Regions from separate parts of the Sus scrofa genome. Here all the other regions are linked to region 1. The links are chromatin contacts, called in public promoter capture Hi-C maps. All regions are on one chromosome and are shown on one strand. Each heading gives the region's core, a stretch centred on a gene start, on an enhancer-like site or on the middle of the called end of the contact. The rest is flanking DNA. Distances are from core to core; before and after follow the strand shown.

The links. Promoter capture Hi-C pulls out the DNA fragments that hold promoters and counts their contacts.
Region 2: a contact with region 1 is called in a promoter capture Hi-C map of liver, with 7 times the contacts expected there. The contact joins the promoter of SUPV3L1 here to the promoter of SLC25A16 in region 1. A contact is called at or near these places in 1 of 5 promoter capture datasets (liver), 1 of 47 Hi-C or Micro-C datasets (heart right ventricle) and 1 of 2 datasets of contacts at active chromatin or transcription factors (alveolar macrophages).
Region 3: a contact with region 1 is called in a promoter capture Hi-C map of liver, with 3 times the contacts expected there. The contact joins the promoter of VPS26A here to the promoter of SLC25A16 in region 1. A contact is called at or near these places in 1 of 5 promoter capture datasets (liver) and 1 of 47 Hi-C or Micro-C datasets (liver).

The regions. Positions count from the first base shown.
Region 1 is chr14:71,649,931-71,652,905 of Sscrofa11.1, forward strand. It overlaps SLC25A16 (graves disease carrier protein), which reads right to left and starts at 1,411. Exons shown (of 9, transcript XM_021072451.1): 1 at 884-1,411. The coding sequence starts at 1,004.
Region 2 is chr14:72,244,114-72,247,088 of Sscrofa11.1, forward strand. SUPV3L1 (ATP-dependent RNA helicase SUPV3L1, mitochondrial) reads left to right here and starts at 1,413. Exons shown (of 16, transcript XM_001928898.6): 1 at 1,413-1,609; 2 at 1,612-1,765. The coding sequence starts at 1,487.
Region 3 is chr14:72,209,061-72,212,035 of Sscrofa11.1, forward strand. VPS26A (vacuolar protein sorting-associated protein 26A) reads left to right here and starts at 1,426. Exons shown (of 9, transcript XM_001925999.7): 1 at 1,426-1,558. The coding sequence starts at 1,556.

The DNA.
Region 1 (2,975 bases), core at 161-2,660:
GCTGTCCTCATACTACTCTGACATAAAATATGCCATTTGCAGCAACATGGATGGAACTAGACTCATACTGAGTGAAGTCAGAAAGACAAAGACAAATACCATATGATATCACTTATATCTTGAATATAATATATGGCACAAATGAATCTTTCCACAGGAAAAAAAAAAAAATCATGGACTTGGAGAATAGACTTGTGGTTGCCAAGGAGGAGGGAGGGAGTGAGATGGATTGGGAGCTTAGGGTTAATAGATGCAGACTATTGCCTTTGGAATGGATTAGCAATGAGATCCTGCTGTGTAGCACTGGGAACTATGTCTAGTCACTTATGATGGAGCATGATAATGTGAGAAAAAAGAATGTATACATGTATGTATAACTGGGTCACCATGGTGTATAGTAGAAAACTGACAGAACACTGTAAACCAGCTATAATGGAAAAAAATAAAAATCATTATATAAAAAAAATAAGCTGTCCTCCAATATTTGTTTTCTTTTAAGCAAACAGCAAAATCCAATTCTACACCAGTCGTTCATGGTCTTTATACAAGAAAGGAGCTCCCAGCATGTTTCACTGAAACCCTGGAGTCTTTGAAGGGAGTCCTCTATTTTCCCGGCTATCCAACCCTGAAGAATGGGTGCCCGGTTCAGCCCTTCCAGGTCCCCTACCGCTTCGCGACAGCTCAAGGCCCTTCCTCTGCAGGACCCTGATGAGATTACTCAATTGATTATAGAAAGAGGTTATAGCAGGTCCCGGCAAACACCTGGCAGGGCATTGAAACAGCCCAAGTCCGAGAATGTCATCGCGGCCGCAAGCACCCAACCTGCCCCGGATCCTGCCCCTAAAGCTCGGGGTACGACCAGGTCCTCCCGACGGACACCCACCTCCAGCCAGGAAGGAACGCAACCAGTAGAAGTCTCGGCGAGCGGCGGGTCCTCCGGTTCCTGCTGCCTGCGGCATCGCAGGAGGTGGCTCGGCCGCTGCCAGGGCCGCCGCCGCCGCCATCAGGATCAGGGCCGCGCAGGAGCTTTGGTCGCCAACTCACAGTCCAAGAGCCCTAGCCATGCCCAGAGCAGGCGGTGACAGGGCACCCCGCCGCCGTGCGGGCGGGACGGAATACCGCCGGCGGTGCAGCGCGGCGCGGGCTGATGGCGTACGCCAGAGGCGGGGCCTGGATCAAGGCCCGAAGGGGGCGTCACCTCCCCCCACCCCCACGTTGGACGTGTCCCCACGCCCCGGCCTCACCCAAAATCCCTGCTTCTGGCTGGAGTCACTCTTCAGGCCTCTTCTGTTACGGACGGAGGAAGGGAAACATGGCCAGCAAGAAGGTCCTTCCAAAACCCGCCACCTCAGAAAGTCCTCCACCGTCCGTTGACCTGTATTGACCACTGACCTGGAACCGTCCAGCGGGCTGCTTATGACCTTCCTAAAAATGAGCCCCAGGAGTTCCCTTCGTGGCTCAGTGGTTAAAGAATCCGACTAGGAATCATGAGGTTGCGGGTTCCATCCCTGGCCTTGCGCAGTGGGTTAAGGATCCAGCGTTGCCATGAGCTCTGGTGCAGGTCGCAGACGCAGCTCGGATCTGGCGTTGCTGTGGCTCTGGTGTAGGCTGGCAGCAACAGCTCCTATTAGACCCCTAGCCTGGGAGCCTCCATGTGCAGCGGGAGTGGCCCTAGAAAAGGCAAAAAGACAACAACAACAAAAAATTCCAGCCTTTGCTCACTCTTTCCAGGAACCTCTGAAATTGTAGTCTCTCCCACCAAATCACCTCTGCCTTCTCTGAGCTTCTCGCTGAGCCTGTTTCTGCCTCCCTAACGGTTCACCAGGAAGCTTCAATTCCACCCCATCACCTCTGCCAAAGAAATAGTTGCTGAAGCAAGTTCTTCTTTCTTTGGGGCTCTGTGAATTACACAAATACTTCTGACTTGCCAGGAGGTTCTGAATCTCTGTCTTATGCTTAGCACTCAAATTCCACCGCTCTACCCACTACCAGCTCCTAAACTCTCAGGAACTTCCGTTTCTTCTTACTAGCCCTACTGTATTACAAGACTGTACTTTTTTTAACCACCCCTTATGGACACTATTCTATTGCTATGAATCCCTCATCACTTCCAACTTGAGCAAAATTCATCCCTATTTTTTTTTTTTTTTGTCTTTTTTTAGCTATTTCTTGGGCCGCTTCCACGACATGTGGAGATTCCCAGGCTAGGGGTCAATCGGAGCTGTAGCCACCGGACTACTCCAGAGCCACAGCAACGTGGGATCCGAGCCGCGTCTGCAACCTACACCACAGCTCACGGCAACGCCGGATCCTTAACCCACTGAGCAAGGGCAGGGACCGAACCCACAACCTCATGGTTCCTAGTCGGATTTGTTAACCACTGCGCCGCGACGGGAACTCCAATTCATCCCTATTCTTTGTGACCACAGTTGTTCTGAACTTTTATCCTCTGTCAGAAATTATCACGATTTTCATTAATACTTACTCCAACCTTCACTATTATTGGCACTGGTCCCGTTTCTCTTTCCACCCATATATGCCTCTGCAAGGTGTTTCTAGCCACATTTAGTCATTAATGATGGGTCTAGATTTCTTTTTTTTTTTTTTCACTTTTATGGTATGCCCTTTTTTTTAAGGTTAGCTTTTAATGGATTTGATAGTCATGTGCAAATTTGATCATAATATACAAGAGCCAGTGTTTCTATAGAGCTATGTCTGAACAAGAACAGAATCTCAAAATACAGCATAAACCTGAACCACTAGACTTTTTTTGGCTTTTTTCTGCAAGTTGTCATATTCTGATCAAATACAAGTCTTGCTTCCCCACAGGTGCAGTGTTTCCTTATATGCTCAAGGAGTGGTATTTTAGATGCCTGGTCACAGTTCTAAGCATTTCTTGAGGGATGGATTAAATGGATTCAGACATCACAGTACATATTCATAGAGCAAAAACTTGTTCTCATTCTGACACCTCT
Region 2 (2,975 bases), core at 163-2,662, 590 kb after region 1:
CTGAAATTGTGGTCCCTGGACTAGCAGGGTCAACATCACCTGAAAACATAAATTCAAAGTCTTGGGCCCCACTCCAGATCTCCTGGGTCAGAAACTCCACGAGTAGGGCCACAACAATCTGGGGCGGTGGGCGTCGTGTTCAGTGGCTTGATGTGGGGTCTCAGTTCCCAAATCAGGGATTGAACCTGGGCTGTGGTGGTGAAAGCTCTGAGTCCTAAATCACTAGACCACCAGGGGACTCCCAACAGTTTTGTTTTAAAATCAGCTTTCTAGATGATTCTGATGCATGCTGAAGTTTGAGAACTACTACTCTAAAGACACAATTATGATAGTTTCAGTGCTATGACAGCAGTTGTACTAGGCACCCAATAATAGTTTAGAAGTATGGAGGTGAGAAACGATGACACAACTGGCCCATAGTTCCAGCACGAATAGTTCTTTGAACTCTCATTAGCCTAAGAATAATAAGTATTTCCAATGCTTAACAGGTACTGTGCCTATGACTAAGACCAGATCAGAAACTCTGAGGGCAAGGTGCTGGTCTACTTGAATCCCTTATGTTTAAAAAGTATTCTGTGAATCAAAGGTACATAGCAAACTGTTACTGAAATCCTATTTGACACATTATCACACATCACGTGCATTGTTCCTTTAACTTGCAAGACCTTACTGTTTTAAGTATAATAATAGAGATATGGAAAACCCAAATCCAACAGCATCTTTTGAATTTAACATGTAGCGACCTAATGTGACACAGTATCCAACGAATGCCAAAGAAACTAGACTTTGGTCCAGGTACAAGGGACATATTTTTGCCATGTGGTTGTGATACATCAGCTGCTAGGAGGATGTACACAAATTGCTCATATTAGAGTATAATTACTTACACACAGGTCATAACAAGGGGTTTACCTAAGCACTTGCAGAACAAAATTCCTTAGCAACAATCCTGATGGGCAGATCGTTTTGTTCTCTAACATTATTCCATTAGGAAACCAAAGTTAATAACCCAAAGAACTTTCCAGAAATGCTCTTGAAAACTTGGAGTCCCAAAGCCATGGAGAAAGGCCGACTACACCGATAGGTGCCTCTCCAAGTGGTGCGCCCTCTGAGCCCTGCCGCACTGCCCACGTGCTTCTGAATAGGGCCAGCGTCCGTCACGTGATGCACCTCGCAGGCCCCGCCTCTCAACTGTGACATCCCCAACCGGTGCCTGATTATTTTCTTTTCTTTAAAGAAAGCTGGCTCCAATTTCCAATAAAAAGAGAGAGACAGAGCACGAACTTACAAGAAGTTATCTTTTCTGATTTTTCACTTCTAAGCTTTCCTTTCCCTTTATGAACCGCCTTTCAGCACTCGGGCGTTTTCCTGGGCAGCTTTGCTGTTCTGGGTCTTTGCGGGCTGTAGGCACTGGCGTTGTGCGTCACTGTCCGCCGCCGTGTCCCCAGGCTACTCCAGCCTGCCTCCTTTCCAGTCTGCGGCCTCAATGTCCTTACCCCGGTGTGCCCTGCTGTGGGCTCGGCTCCCCGCCGGGCGCCAGGCTGGCCATCGGGCAGCCGTCTGCTCTGCCCTTCGCTCCCACACTGCGCCCTTTCCTGGGCTCTCGGGCGCGTTTCTGCCGTCGCCTGCGCCTCCTCCTCCTCCTCCGCCTCAGGAGGCTCCAAAGCCCCGAACACGTCCTTGTTCGTGCCGCTGACTGTCAAACCTCAGGGTCCCAGCGCGGATGGCGACGTCGGGGCCGAACTAACTCGCCCTCTGGACAAGAGTGAGTGCACGGGCTGGAGAAGGCGGCCAGGCTGGTGTTTGTAGGGCTGAGGAAGCTGTCCTTCCTTCCCCTGGAGACTTGCGGTCCCCTTGAGCGTTGTCACTGTGCTTGTCAATGTCCATCTCCCTTGTTGGTTTGGGAGCCGTTCAAGGCTTGGGACTGTGTCTCATTGATTCTTTAGTGTGCTGCGCCAGAAACTGGCCTTGTTCTTCTCGCTGTTCTCTGAATGGTTACATTGTCCCATCCTCTTGTGATGGGGCAGTTCACGTTTTTTGAGTCGTTAGGTGGACCACTAATTTTCTAGCATCCTCTCTCTCCTCCCCGGTGGTTCAAAACTATTGCCCCGAGAAAGGACAAGGGAGTGAGGCAGTGAAAAGCCAGAGGAGAACTTTGCTCAGGATTATTTGTCACTGACTGGGCACCTACACAAACTAGACGCAGTGTTAGGCTGTATAGTGGCTGTCAAGAGGAACCAGATTCATATCCAGATCTCTTCCACTCCAGAACCTTATATTCTCATGGGAAGGAAGGAAGCACATACAGATGACCAACTGTATTACAAACTAAAGCATGACAAGGGTGTGCTTCCCAAAGGTGGTAGGTACTCTGATCATTGTGGGCCCCAGAGAGAAAGGAATCATTTGGCATCAGCAAGTGGCAAGACCTAATCCTTTTGCTCCCCTGCAAAAAATTGTTTAGTGTTTTTCCATTGTCCCCAGTTGAAAGGGGGCTTCAATCTCTAATATGCCTGGAAGGCCCTGCCTGGTCTAGCCTGAGTACCTCTTGGAGAGGCTTCATTGCACAGCACTCTCCTTGTTTCAGCGACATTGGTGAGATGTGAGCTTGTGCTTCAGGGCCTTTAGTATATGCTACCCTTTAGGCCTAGAATACCTCTGTGATTCTTTCTTCTTCTTTTAAAATAGCAGTGACTAATAGGGAGCGTTTGCTAGAGATAAATACTGTTTTAAGCATGTGACATTTAATCTTCCTAATAACCCAGTGAAGTAGGCAGTTTTTATTCCTGTCAAATACTTACTGAATGTCTGTTACATGCTACTATGTGCCAAGCACTGTTCTGGTCAATATGGTAGGTGCTGTTTTAAAGATTTTTTTTTTTACATGTATATGTATTTTTTTTTTTTTGGTTGATTATAACACATTTAGCGATGTGAAGGTAGATTGACTTAAGTAGAAAGACAATGCATATTTG
Region 3 (2,975 bases), core at 176-2,675, 560 kb after region 1:
CTATGGTGTAGGTCGCAGGTGTGACTCGGATTCTGTTTTGCTGTGGCTCTGGCGTAGGCCGGTGGCTACAGCTCCGATGTGACCCCTAGCCTGGGAATCTCCATATGCCTCGGGAGCAGCCTTAGAAAAGGCAAAAAGACAAAATAAATAAATAAATAAAACTTTCCTCTTTTCAAATGCATGCATTTAGAGCTACAGATTGCCCTCTAAACAATATTTCAATGTATCCCATAAATTCTGTTGTCTTTTCAATATCTTTTAAACTATTTTAAAATTCCTATTGAGATGTCTTCTTTGACATAGAACTACAGAACTCTGTAGCTTAGCTTCCAAGTATTTGTGGATTTTCTGGCTATCTTTTTGTCACTTCTAGTTTAATTCTGTTGTGGTTACCGATATACACCAAGACATATTCCAAACCTCTTAAATTTGAGACTTACTTTATGGCCCTGCCTCATAAACTTGACAGTGTTTTGTTATGATGAGATAATCTGCCTTCGGACTGTCATTTTTTTTTTTTTCCTGCTTTGGTTCTGTATAGAGTGCACTATGGTACTTCAACACTAAATCTGAAATGCTACAGAATTCCACTCAGGGGCAGGTCTAGGCTTACACAACAGTGATCTAGATGCGGTTAAAGCCTGAGTATTTCTGAGCAGTAACATCCGACTTTTTTTTTTTTTTTTTGATAGCGAGTGATGCAAAAATTCCCGGGCCAGGGATCGAACCCGTGCCATAGCAGCGACCACGCCTGTTGCTTAACCCACTGAGCCATCAGGTAACTCCACACTGGACTTTTTAGAACAGCTTTCCTCACGGAAAGGCAGGGTGGTACAAATGATCTGTGAGCCCTCCACACCTCGGCGTGGATAGTTCATGAGTTATCCGTGAAACAATGGATGTAGTAACTTCTATTTTTTTTGTCTCTTCAGAGGTGATAAAGCCTAGTTCTCAAAACCCAGAAGCTCTTTGAGGGAAAGGAAGGAAGCTAGGTAGAGTTCGAGAAAGTGGAAGAATGCCTCATCCCCGGATTGAAAGAGCACATCTCTTTTCGAAGCCTAACCTAGCAGAACCTCGGGGAAACAACTCCCATTCAACTCCGCGGCCCAGTAACCCACCCGCAGAGAGTGTCTCCCGCACCAACCTTTTCTTGATCCTTCCTTCTTTCCCAGCTGCTCAAACTTCCTCAGAGAAGACGGTAGTATGGGAAGCAAACCCTGGAGGAACAACAAAGCGCTGAGCCCCAGGGAAGCCGATGTCCGCCCTGGACCCTCCCACTTGACGCTGTCTCAATGACTCCGCCCCTCCGCCGTGGGGTGGAGCACGAGGCCGCGCCTCCAAACCGCCCCGCCTCGGAGGGCCAGGCCGGCCAGTAGGGCGGGGCGAGAGGCGGGAGGCGGCCTGTGCTGGGGGAGGGGAGGCAGAGAGGGGGGGTCACGTGCAGCCGCGGCCCGAGATCACGTGACGGGGCGCCGGGGCGGAGGGAACCCGGGCTGGGAGTTCTCCTGAGAAAAGAAGAGTGAAGTGGGGGGACGCGGCGGCAGCGGCGCTGACAATGGTGAGTGCGCGGCGTATAGCGCGCTCGCCTCCAGCCCTCGCCCCAGAGCGCGCGGCGGGCCGGCCAACGGCTGGCCCAGTATCGCGGGAGGGCTGCGGGGAGCAGGAAGGGGCAGGCGGGCAGGGCGGGGAACCGGGTTAGGCCTGTCTGGCCGCCGCAGGTCGGGGAAGAGCGGGCTGCGCCGCTTCTTCCCGGTCTCGGCGAGGCCCGAGCACCTGCGGGTGGCGCCGCGTTCTCTTGGCCATGTCGGAGCCTGTGCCCGCGTTCCTTGACCGGCTGTGGGGGCCTTGGCTGGGTACTCGCACCCCGCCTCTGCGGGGGCCCTCTGCCGCCTCCCCTTCCAAGGTAGCCAGTCCCTCTGCTTCTCCTGGGCAGCCCCGCTTCCTTTCAGATGGAGTGATCCAAGAGCCCCTCGGTTCCACAGTCGGGGGGGACTTGGTCGCTCTGGTCCAATGTGTCATGAGCTTGATAAACTCCGTGATTTTTTTTTTTTTTAACTTGCGTATGGTGATATGAGGCGATTTCCTGACCCCACTTCAGCCTCGATGTTGACACTTGTAGAACGGGAGAGAAAAAGAAAAGGATATTGAAGGGAAGGACGCTTTTAATCCCAAAGACTCTAGTTTCGTGCTCGCTGCTTTGAGCTTTGGCTCTCCTTTCCTTCAAGCCATTTCTGGAAACTTACCGCTTTGGGATGTTGAAATGGCCTGGGGAGCAAAGGAGGGAGGGAAATCAGAGTACTCTCACTGCAGTTAGTGGGAAGCGCAAGCATGGGCACGATGGCGTTTAATTGTGTGTGTTGGCGATCGCCTCCAGATTGGATCTCATTTGGCTCGTTTTACGGTAGTGTTCGTTAAATCGTTTCACTTGGCGAGTATATGTTGCGCGCCTACTGTGTGCTCTCCCTAATAGTACCTGCTTTCCCAAAGCTCATCCGGTTCAGTAAACTGCTTGAGACTTTTGACTTAAAGACCAAGCTAGATTTATTAATTTTTTTTGTCTTTTGTTGTTGTTGTTGTTTCTATTGATTTATTAATTTTTTAAGTTACTTTGAATAAATAACTTTGAGTCAGAAATCGAGTTGTTTTAATTAAAAAAAGAAAGTGAGGACAGGCATGTTCTTTCTTAAACTTGCAGCCGTTTTTTCTTTCATTGAACAAATAATTACTGAGGTTCTCCCGGGGCCGCTGAGCAAGATTGAAACAGCCCTTGCTCTCTTGTAGCTTGCAGTCCAGAGGGAGATAAACATTTATTTGTGTAATCATTTGTTTAACATGTGTTAAAAAGGAGTACGGTAGGGCTGTGCCTAGTCAGGGAGTTAGAGAAGGCTTCTTTAATTGAATATAATTTGCAAAGAAAACTTAAAAGGCTATTTTTTGTTTACATTTAAAATTATTACTTTTAATAAACTTTTAAA